3 separate regions of the Dromaius novaehollandiae genome follow, and all the other regions are linked to region 2. The links are chromatin contacts, called in public Hi-C maps. All regions are on one chromosome and are shown on one strand. The core of a region is the stretch at or near the end of the contact, and the rest is flanking DNA. Distances in the headings are between cores, read along the strand shown. Region 1 holds the start of CLOCK (clock circadian regulator). Region 2 has its middle 68 kb from the start of KDR. Region 3 has its middle 40 kb from the start of PDGFRA.

The links. Hi-C and Micro-C count contacts between places; a contact is called where the count stands out from the background.
Region 1: a Hi-C map of liver shows a contact between it and region 2, with 4 times the contacts expected there. The contact joins the promoter of CLOCK here to the enhancer-like site in region 2. A contact is called at or near these places in 3 of 4 Hi-C or Micro-C datasets (brain, liver and ovary).
Region 3: a Hi-C map of liver shows a contact between it and region 2, with 6 times the contacts expected there. The contact joins two enhancer-like sites. A contact is called at or near these places in 2 of 4 Hi-C or Micro-C datasets (brain and liver).

The regions. Positions count from the first base shown.
Region 1 is chr4:57,840,073-57,843,554 of bDroNov1.hap1, reverse strand. It overlaps CLOCK (clock circadian regulator), which reads right to left and starts at 1,502. Exons shown (of 23, transcript XM_064511140.1): 1 at 1,483-1,502.
Region 2 is chr4:58,072,009-58,075,255 of bDroNov1.hap1, reverse strand. No RefSeq gene overlaps it. Among named protein-coding and RNA genes, the nearest start is that of KDR, 68 kb to the right of the region's middle. Within about 2 kb of position 1,380, at least 1 of the 2 cell types and tissues checked has open chromatin away from gene starts, as enhancers often do.
Region 3 is chr4:58,241,085-58,244,549 of bDroNov1.hap1, reverse strand. No RefSeq gene overlaps it. Among named protein-coding and RNA genes, the nearest start is that of PDGFRA, 40 kb to the left of the region's middle. Within about 2 kb of position 2,134, at least 1 of the 2 cell types and tissues checked has open chromatin away from gene starts, as enhancers often do.

The DNA.
Region 1 (3,482 bases), core at 253-2,752, 230 kb after region 2:
AAAGCACTGCTTGTCAAACTATGCCCTAAAAAAATTACTCTCGCGGTTCAGAGGATCAGGATCCACGATCAACCACTCCGTCTTCACATGCCACTTCATATCGCAGCTAGAAGTGTATCTGACTTTATCAGCGCCGCTTAATAGGTCAACTTTTAACATTTATGTGAAAAAGCCGTTACAAAAGTCTCACGACAAATGTTTTATTAGTTTAAAAACACTCCTCCTCATGGGAAAAAAAACCTGAATTTATATCCCAGGTCAAAAGTAATCTGAATTTGAAAACGAAACTGAACAACGAGCAAGCCCGGCTTGCGAACAGCACACAGCTCAGAGGAGCCCGCCGGGACCCCGCGCCCCGCCGGCCGCGTTTAGCACACGCACGGTGTCCGGCACGCGGGTTTTGCGGACGCACCCAAGTCCGACCGGGACCGGGGACTATTTCCACAAAATCCCGCGCTTAAGAGGCCGTGGAGCGGCGCGGGAGACGCCGCGGGCGCCGCACCGAAGGTCCCGCAGAGGAATGAGGGACGCGCTCGCCCGGGCGCTGCCCGCGGCGCACCCGCGCTGCCCTCCACCTGCCGCAGCGCCGCCGCGCCGCCGCCCCGCGCCGCGCCCGGGCCCGCGGGCCGCCCCGCGCCGCCGTCCCGCGGCCGCGTCGCCTGCGCGGGCCCGGCGGCGGCGGCGGCGGGAAGGGCGCTGCGAGCCGCGGCGGCAGAGCGGCGGCGCGGGGAGCCCCGCGGCCGCCCCGCGCGCGCGCAGCCCGGGAGGCGGGGGCGGCCCCGGCGGGCGCCGGGCCAGGCGGGCCGGGCTCCAGACGTGCCCGGGAGTTGTGACAGGAGCGAAGTGGGTCACCGGGCCTAGCGGGTGCCCCGCCAGCGTCCCCGGCCCGCGGCGGCCGCCGCCGCCGCCGCCGCCGCCGCCCTGCCCAAGGGCGGCCGTTGCCCTCGGCGCGCACCGCCGCTGCCCTCGCGGCGGGGGGACCCGCCGCCGCTGTCAAACTTCAATGGCTCCCCTTCACCGCGTCCCCCGCGGGGAGCCGGTCCCGCCGCGCCGCGCGCTCCTTACCGGCGCCGCGCAGCCCCTCCCGCCCGACCTCCGCCGCGAAGCCGCTTCCTGCGCGCAGCGCCGACCCGCCGCCAGCACAGAGCCTCCTCCAGCGGCAGCACCAGCTGCCGGGCCTGGGAGTCCCTCGCCACCGCGCCTGCGCCGCCGAGCCCACCGGCGGCAGCCGCGGCGCCTCGCGCCACCGCGCGTGCGCCGAGGCGCACTGCAAGCCGCAGCACCCCGGCCCCTCCGTCGCGGCGGCCGCACCTGCGCATGCGCCGCGCGCGGCGGCGGCGGCGGCGGCGGAGCCGCTTCCCGCCCGCCACCGGCCTTCCCGCGCGTGCGCGCTGCCCGCCTCGGAGCCGCCCGGCCGGGCGCCGAGGGGCGGCCGCGCAAGCGCGCTGGGGCGCCGTGCCGGCCTGACCTCGAGCGCCTCACCTCGCTTCACCCCGCCGCCCGCCCGCGTGCAGGGAGGAAATGGCGGCGACCGCTCCGCCGAGTGCGCGAGCCCGGCCCGGCGGGCCGCCCGCCCCAGGTCTCCCGCTCGGCTCCCGCGATCGGCCGCCAGGCTGCGCGGCCGCCGGGGAGGGCGGCGGTGGCGCCGTGCGCCACGGCCAAGTACCGCGCCCCGGGGCTTCTTCGTAAGCAGGCGCGGAGCGAAGCCCGTGAAACGGTTTCCGCTGCTCGTAGTGGTTTTCCTACTGGGGCGGGCAGCTTAGGAGTAGCTCCTCTTCCGGGCAGCCGCTCGGACGTGTGATCCGCTCGGGGCCCGGGGAGGCGGGCAGCACGGCGGCGCTGCCGGGGCGCGGCGGCTGCCGGTGAGGTTCAGGCGCTGCGATACGGCGCCGTGGTGAAGCGGGTGCCGCTCGCAGGCGCGGGGCAGAGTGCGGGCTCCAGTGTATGTAAGGAGCGAGTCCGTGTGTGGGCGTGTAATACTTTTAATACCGGTTTTGTAACATTAAAAATGAGCAGTTACCCCAGCCGAGTTTAAACATCTCAGTTTAGCTAACACCTATTGAAATTTTAAAAGTTACGTGATTTCAATAGGTGTTAGCTGAACTGAGATTTTGAATATATAACCTTTTAAAGTGGAAGTACTTGGTGCTCATGTCTGACAGCTGTCCGGACCACCGAACTGGTGGAAGACTCAAAGCAAGTAAGCTTCCCACTTTCTGAATGAACAGCAGCAATTAATACAACTTCTCTTTTGCCAAACCTTACAGACTTTTGTGTACAGCAATGTAAAAGCATAATTGTGAACTCGATAAATTGAAGTGTCCTAAGCATTTTTGTTAGTCAAACTATACACTGCGATGAAGAGTAGCTTTGTTCTGAAAATATATTATTTCAGTACAGGGAGATACCACTAATATGAGTTTGCAGGACTGTCGCCAACAATAGAACTTACCACTGTTTTGTGTGTGTGCATGCAGGCATTTTGGAAGCTTTAAAAAAGTGTAAGATGTGCCTGTAAGATGTGCAGACGAAGTTGTATTTATTAGCTGGATCATTTTTCAGAAGCAGCATTGGTTATCACAGTTAATCAGCCAGATGTCTAGTAGACAGTTTGCCGTCTTTATGCTTAATTGTAACAGACCCCAGTCACGCTGCCTACTGCAGGACTGGAAGATGCTTAAATGTGCAGTGATTCTGCTAGCATAAACCTGTTCTACATGCAGCAGAACATAGGGAACCATTTTCTGAAAAAAAAAAAAACATTACTCAGTGGTAATACTATGTAAATATTCTCAGTTTTCTTCCTCAGTTACAAGGATGTTTATTTTTCAGTTGGTCTCCTAAACAGTAATGTGTCTAAAAATGTGATTACAGATGTGTATCTCTAGAAGTTTAATCAGCCTTCTTCCCCTGTGACCCTCCAAAAAAAAGTGTTTGTGTCTGGAAGGAAGTAAGGAACTTGATCTGGCTGCAGAAATCTCATGGATTTTCCTTTCTGGATTATTTTTCAGGTAGACCAGTCTCCCTGTCTGATTCACCATGTGACCATACAACTTAGGCAAAGGTAGTGGTGGGGCAGGAACCTCTTAAGTAGTAACACTGCCAAAGAGCTAAACATAACCTCAGTTTTTCCACAGTAAGACTTTTCTAAAGGATTAGTAAAAACACTTGATTTCTGTTTTTTACTGATTCATAATACTTGTGGCTTTCAATGAAGGAAAATGTGATATAAACAAAATCAAGTATTTCATTACTCATGCAAAGGATAACACTCCTGTCATGAAATGCAGAAAAAGATAATAGTACGCAACAGGAATGGAAAATCCAGGAGAAATCGCAGGAACAATTTCAGCAAAAATGTGTAATTACCAAAACTAGAATATGGCCAAGAAACCAAGAGACTAAACGTAGCATCAAACTGTTTATGTTATGTAAATGTTATGTTATATATTTCCAACAAGATCTTCAGTAACCAGTAGTAA
Region 2 (3,247 bases), core at 131-2,630:
CCAGGATTCTTTATCTGTTTTCACCACCAGGAAGAAGGAATGAATCTTTTTTTTCCTTTCCTGTTTCTTTGCTTGGAGAAATCTGTTATTTCCTCTGAGATTTACATCCTGACTTATATAAATCTTTGCACTGTTCTCTCTAACATTGCGCTCTGGGAGCCTTCTTGCTAAGAAGCGAGGCTTCAGGAGCATGGGGTAGCATTATTTATTCATCTGACATTAGTAACCTATGAGAATGTGTTAATCAAAGAATTGCTTAGGTTTACAATCATGCAGTGCTGGTAGCAATATGGGATGATTTTCCTTAATTAGGTCTCTCGATATTGTTTAGCACAGTGGCATAACTATGCTAATGCCGTCTGTCGGATTCCACTTGTTTCTTAAAACAAAATTCTGACAGAACTGAATATAGCTTTAGGTGTACTTCTTAATGTAGGTCCTATACGTAAACAATTCATATATATAAATACTTGCATTCCATGCAGGCCAGTAGTGATTATAAAATAATTCCTTGATAACAAACGGTCTTATTTAATGTTTAAATTATTCATTGTTAGGATGTGAAAAATTCAGGAGGGGAATGGGGGAGGAACATTTCCAGATTCAGAATACATACATATATATATATAACTTGTTGTCTTTGGTTGATTTGGTTCACCTATAAATAACATGGTTTTTTTTTCTTTGAAGTAGGGTGCAAGTGGCAAATATTTAGGAAAAGAATTCCAGTTCTTTTACTGTGGAAAAGCTTTTTCCTCAGCCCATGACCAGCAGACAGCATTTCTACTCCAGGGCTCTGGCAGGTCCCACCATCAGCAAAGACAGAAAGAACTGGGAAAAGAAAGAGGATCCTTGGGAAGAGGCAACAAGGATACCTGCAAGCCCTATGAAAGAAAGATGCAAGCAAAAGAAGGATGAGCTGCAATTAGCAAGGAACAAGAAAATTACATCCCCGAGAAGAGAAAAGGCTAATTACTTTTCACTGTTAATGATGACTCTTTCCTGTGGGTTAGCGTGGCTGCTCGTGGTTTCCCCACAGAGCGTGGGAGGTGCCTGAGGCCTGGCTGCCCTCCCCGGCTTGTGCGCGGTGAGCGGGCAGGTCTGCTCCATCCCACCCGCAGCCCCACTGCTGGGCACCGGGGCCACCTTCCCGCACCGTGTCCTGCTCCCGACCACCGCCTTCGGCAAAGGCAAGCGAGCTCGTCCGCAGCCGGTGGGGGCACCAAGAGCTGGGGAATATGCCACAGCCCAAAACGGGCCTCACGGGGTGATACGATAATTCAGGCTAGGCTTTGCTTTGGGGACAGGCTAATGATTTGTCAGTCACCCTGCGCCAGCTCTGACATCAAGGCATGCCGCAAGTGCTGCCTGAGAGAGATGCTTTCTCAGTGGGTTATAAATAATTGAATCCTGATGTTCAGGCAAGTCCTTTAGTTTCCCTTCTGTTTAAACCCTCTGGGAGTTTTGCTGTTATTCTCAGGCTCTCTAATTTATATTGCTGTCAGCAAGTAGTGGAGAAACCTGTTTTTTCTGAAAAGCTTTTGCTTTGGCACCATACCGCGATAGCTTTATTGTTGTTGCAGCAGTTGCACGTGGTGACCTTAAGAAGGGATTAGATATCTGGACCCTGTTCCTCTTGTCTGACAGTAGATGTCTACGTCAGTGGTAGCTGTCTGCATCCAAACTTGGTGCCTAGGTTCCCATCCTATTAGTGGAGATCTAGTCAACCAAGATTAATAATCCATCTGGCCAAATCTAGGCACCAACTTCAGGGCAAGATTAATTGCTCCCTGTATTTCATTGACTCTGTTGACTACCGTGGGTGCCCAGCCACCAAGCTGGAACGTAGCTCTGTGCCTCAGAGGCACCTGGAGTTAGGCAAGAGTCATCTCTCCCTTGTTATCCTGTTACTGTTACACCTGATTGCTGACCCAAACTTCTTAAAATTAGGGCTCTCGGTGTGCTGTATTTACTAAAGTTTACTTAAAAGGCAGATAATTCCGTTTGCTTCGAAATAGCGAATTGCAGTGTAAAACTTATCAAGCCTTTAAGCTTGCAGTGTAGAAGAAGCAGTGTCGGTCTCCCATGCCAGTCCCCAGATTTGACAGTTCTGCAGTGCTGCTGAATTCCACCGGACTGTATGATGTTATTCTAAAATCTGTAACATATGCTACACTATGTGGGAAAGTTGCGAGCGAATCCTAAAGTTTATATGCATCTCCTTGCTGCAGAATGGCAGCTCAAAAGCTTCAGGAAAATGGCAGTGAAACGTGCTGAGGAGAATTCTTCATTAATGCAGACAGACACAAGGCTTTGGTTACACGTGCTTATTCACAAACAGTCACTTCAGTGTGCTAAGTGAAATGAGCACCCACTGCATATGGCTGCCTTATTGCATTAGTCCACATGTATCAGCTGCTGACATTGTTTGAAAGACAAAAGACGTCATTTTCAACGGGCTGAGCTTTGTACTAAAAATGAGCAGTGATCTGCTCCCATATCCTCTCTTTTGCTATCTACTCCATGCCCGGCAAAGAACAAGGGCAAATACAAAAGGCTACAACCTACATAGTCCAGTCATTGTTTCCTTTTCATGGGAAACAAGACTTGTCAATCAGCCAAGCAGCATTTGATCTTATCATATGACCTAAGCCGACTTCCTTGTGCCACACGGCCATGATCCAATCTTCAGGTGCAGACCAGAGGGAACAAATCCTTGCCTAGGGAACACATGCAAAAGAGCGAATTGCAATCCCTGCTACGCGGTCGCATGGCTCTGTGGAGAAAGGCATGATGCTGGGCATGATAACTGTGCCACTGGGAGAAAGCGCAAAGAGCTGACTCACTGAGAGTGTAGTGAGAAAAAGCTACCATCAAGCCTGCAGCTGGCGGCTCTATAAAGATCTCACTCGAATGGACCAAATAGCTTTTGCCTGCAAACTGAAAGTGATTCCTGGGGAACCCTGCCACTCGTTTCGGTGGGACCAGACTCCTCGAGCTTGGTAACGTCAGCAGACCTGTAAAACACGCCCCACCACTTTGCAGAGGTAGGAACCTGGTAGTGGATAGAGTGAAAGGTGGTCGTATTGCCTCTACCATCTTGATAGCCTTGTTGTGGTTACTGCTCACATTTTGCCTAACATCTTCATTATTCATTTCCTAATAAAGAAGTTTCATTCTTCACTTCATCTGACCGCTGGTGCCGGAGAGAAGGATTTTTATACACAGTGCTTTCTGGCACATAAAT
Region 3 (3,465 bases), core at 885-3,384, 170 kb before region 2:
GCTCTCAAAAATGAAGAAGAGACAAAGGCACCTTGTGGGACCTGGGCTGCCTCACCGAACTGGCAGCTGGAGGGAGAGTCCATAGGCCGTGGAAGTCCACTGCCAGTGCCCGCAGCCTCCGTGGGAGAGTGTTGGACTCAATGCCCATGGGTCTGACAGCCTTGCCACCTCTCTGCCCTTACCCCTTTCAGGGGTACAGCTGGCTGTTGTGGGGCCACAACACAGCAAGGCTGTTGGGCAGCCGAGGAGCCATCTAGCCCTTTCCTCTTCTGGCAGTTTTGCTGTGACCAGGGCTTCCTTAGCCTGTCAGCATGATGGAGACTCCAGGGGCTCCTCAAGACATTTACCCCAATCTGGGACTACACCTGCTGATAAAGCTTTTCCTAAAATCTAGCTTGTATCTTCCTTGGTGGATCTTGGGTTGCTAAGAAGAGAGAAAGGGAGAGCCCCTCTGGAAAGGACTGCAGAAATCCTCCACATCAGAAAGCTTTCACCCAGCTGTGAAACTGGAAAATGGATTTCTTTTCTGATAAAATAGTTGACTTTCTGCTAAAAAAAACCCAAACTTGGAAATCAGAAAAAACAAAACAAACAAAACTTTAACATTTTTTTCCTGAATCTTAATTCCTTTCCCCCTTTTTTTCCAATGTATTTCAAATGGAAAAATTCTTTTAAGTTCCAGCCCCCAATTGTCCCCATACCAATAATGGGAGAAAATGTTCTGAGACACCAGATTTATGATCTCTAAAAGTTCTAAGGTTTTCTTACACTTGTCAATACCTTTACTGAACTGAGTAGATAAATTATAGGCAGGCATTTACTTCTTAATGTGTAGCATTATTTCTACTATAACAAAAAAAGCTTTTAAACATCTTCTAAAAATTGCTGAATGCATGTCACAAGGAGCAAAGCTTTTCTTTTCTGAGTTGGCCACAAGATGGAAGCATCAGACAAAAATCCATTACTCTTCATTTCCTCATCCTTTTTTCTGTTTTTGTTTCCTCAGCAGCACAGATGTGCTGCCACTGCAGAGGCAAAGCAGCTGGGAGCCTTTACAGAAATAGGAGGTAAAGAAATACATATATTTTCCATCATATCCAAATGTTTTGTTTGGAAGTGCTTTGAATCTGGGTATGATAACCATAATTTTCCATTGGATAAGACCTGGAGTAGACACTCCTACATAAGAATAAAAAACACACTCAGTTCTGCTCTTACCAAGCACAAAACTGAAACAGAGTCAAGAAACTCAGTGAAGTTGCTTGGGATTTACCTGGGCCAAAGTTATTCATTTTGTGTTACAGTTCTTTGTGTTACAGTATAAAGCCCAAATTCTGCAAGGATGGAAACTTTTGTGGAAAATGCCATGCTATCCCACTGGCCTGATAGGTCTGAAGGACACTTTTGCCTCAGAAAAACCCTACTTTTTTTGGGGGGGGGGATTTAGAATAAAATGTGATTTTATACAAGGGGGCGCAGTGAGACCTTAGGTATCCCAAGTTCAATTGAGACTTCTTTCATCACCTCCACATTTATTCTCTTGTTGCTTTAGTATTTTGTTGACATTAGATGAAGGGCAAGAAGCACTCCTGAACTGAGTGGCCAGATCCAACCTTTGTATTACTCAGGAAAGTATGCAAATATGCTTTGGATGAATTTGCAAACTATTCCAAATCCTGCAGCATACTGATAAATCACACATTTCAATATCCACTTTGGCATTAGTACTGCTGCACTCTCCTAGGAGGAGCTTCACCTTCTATATCGTTTCTCCCAAGAACTGATGCAAGATTTGTAAGGAGAGGAATGTGACTATCAGACCAGCTGATACAGCTGAAAAAAACCCTAGAAGTAACTCATGTTGGGATTGGAGGTAGGGCTTGGATATCTAAAAACTTGACTGTGTTTTCCAGCTCTAGTAGTCTAAGAAAAGAAAACAATTCTCTCCACAAAGCTTGCCCTTGCCTTTCCAATCTGCTCAGACCTTCACAGTTACAACAACAATTTCTTTCCACATTTACTTGTAAAGAGTAGCATTGCAAATTTACTTCTGGATGGCTGAGACAATAACCACTGTGTTGCCAGCAGTAGCATGTGTCAGCTGATGCTGGGAGTCTTGGCAATGCCTATTTAAAGCAGGCTTTAAGCTTTGAAATCTGAGCCACCTTGTCAAAGGTAAGCCAAGTACGTATGTGCTACCAGTGACAGCTCTACAAAAAACTGGCTACAACTAGCAAATGTATTTGGGTGTATTTGTATTTACACAAAGTGTATTTGTCAACTTGCTGGTTGATTGCTTTCAAAGGTAGAATTTTGTTTTGCTCACAATCTATTTGACATGAAAAATGAAGAGTGCTTTGGTAGGTAAAAATGTTGCTATGTTGATGTGGGAAGGATGTCAACACTTTAAAGACAATCTTCAATTATAAAAACAAGAGTCTATTGTCGTCATTTAACCTGGCATGCTGTATGACACAGACCAGAGGGTTTTCCCAAATTAATTCCCATTTGAACCAGAGCCTGTCATTTAGGAAAAAAAAAAAAAAAACCAAAACCAGTCTTTTCTCATCTCTGTGAATCCTTGTGTAAATATCAGGTTTTGCAGCTGCTTACATGTGAGACAAGTGTTATTAGTTTGACACTCCAGGCATGCACCAAACCAAGACTCAGTTCCACATTGTTTGCTTAGAGGAGCTCAGAAACCCGTTAGCCATCATTTCCAGACTGATCGGCTGGGTGAATGGGGGAGCGGCTGGATTTCATCAACGTATTTCAATCATTTTCAGTTCAGTTTCTCATTTCTGTCTTTGGCAGTTTTGGTTACGTGTGTGCGATGCGCTGGTGCTCTGTGTATGCAGTGGGGCTTCCTCTGGCTTCCAGTTAGTGGAGGGGAACTGGCCTGAAGGAGGAAAGGTGCCTGTAGCCAAAAAAGTGATATAAAACATTTCCACACTGTAAGAAAACATGGGTGAATTTAGTTAAACGTTAATGTTTTCCCTCTCTCTCCCAAGAGAGAGGGCATAGTTCCTGGCTACGCGGTTAGTGGGTAAAGTCTTGGCGGGATCGTCTGGAAGATGCTGGGGCATGGTGTTTTCCGCTTCTTCTGTCGCCTTGCTAAGATGGCCAGATTTGTTCAGCAGTGCATTCGACTTGGCTGTTTTTCCTCCCACGCAGCATTTTCAGCCTTCCCCTGGCGAAGCGGGCCGGGAGCAGCGCTGCTTCCCTCGTTCAGACTCGCTGCCAAAGGCCAGGGCCGCCGGGGGTCCGGTGCCCCCGAGAGCTTGCATAGCTAATGCGCTGCCACAGCTCTCTTCCCGGGATCCCTGGCTGTTCCCTCGGCAGCGAGCAGCCCTCGGAACTAAATCCTGTGACGAGCGCTGTTGCAAACGTTCAAGAGAAACTGGATGTTGAAGGGAAATGGGTTTGAAAATGTCAGCATTCTGTAAAAGAGAAAAAAAAGTGTGG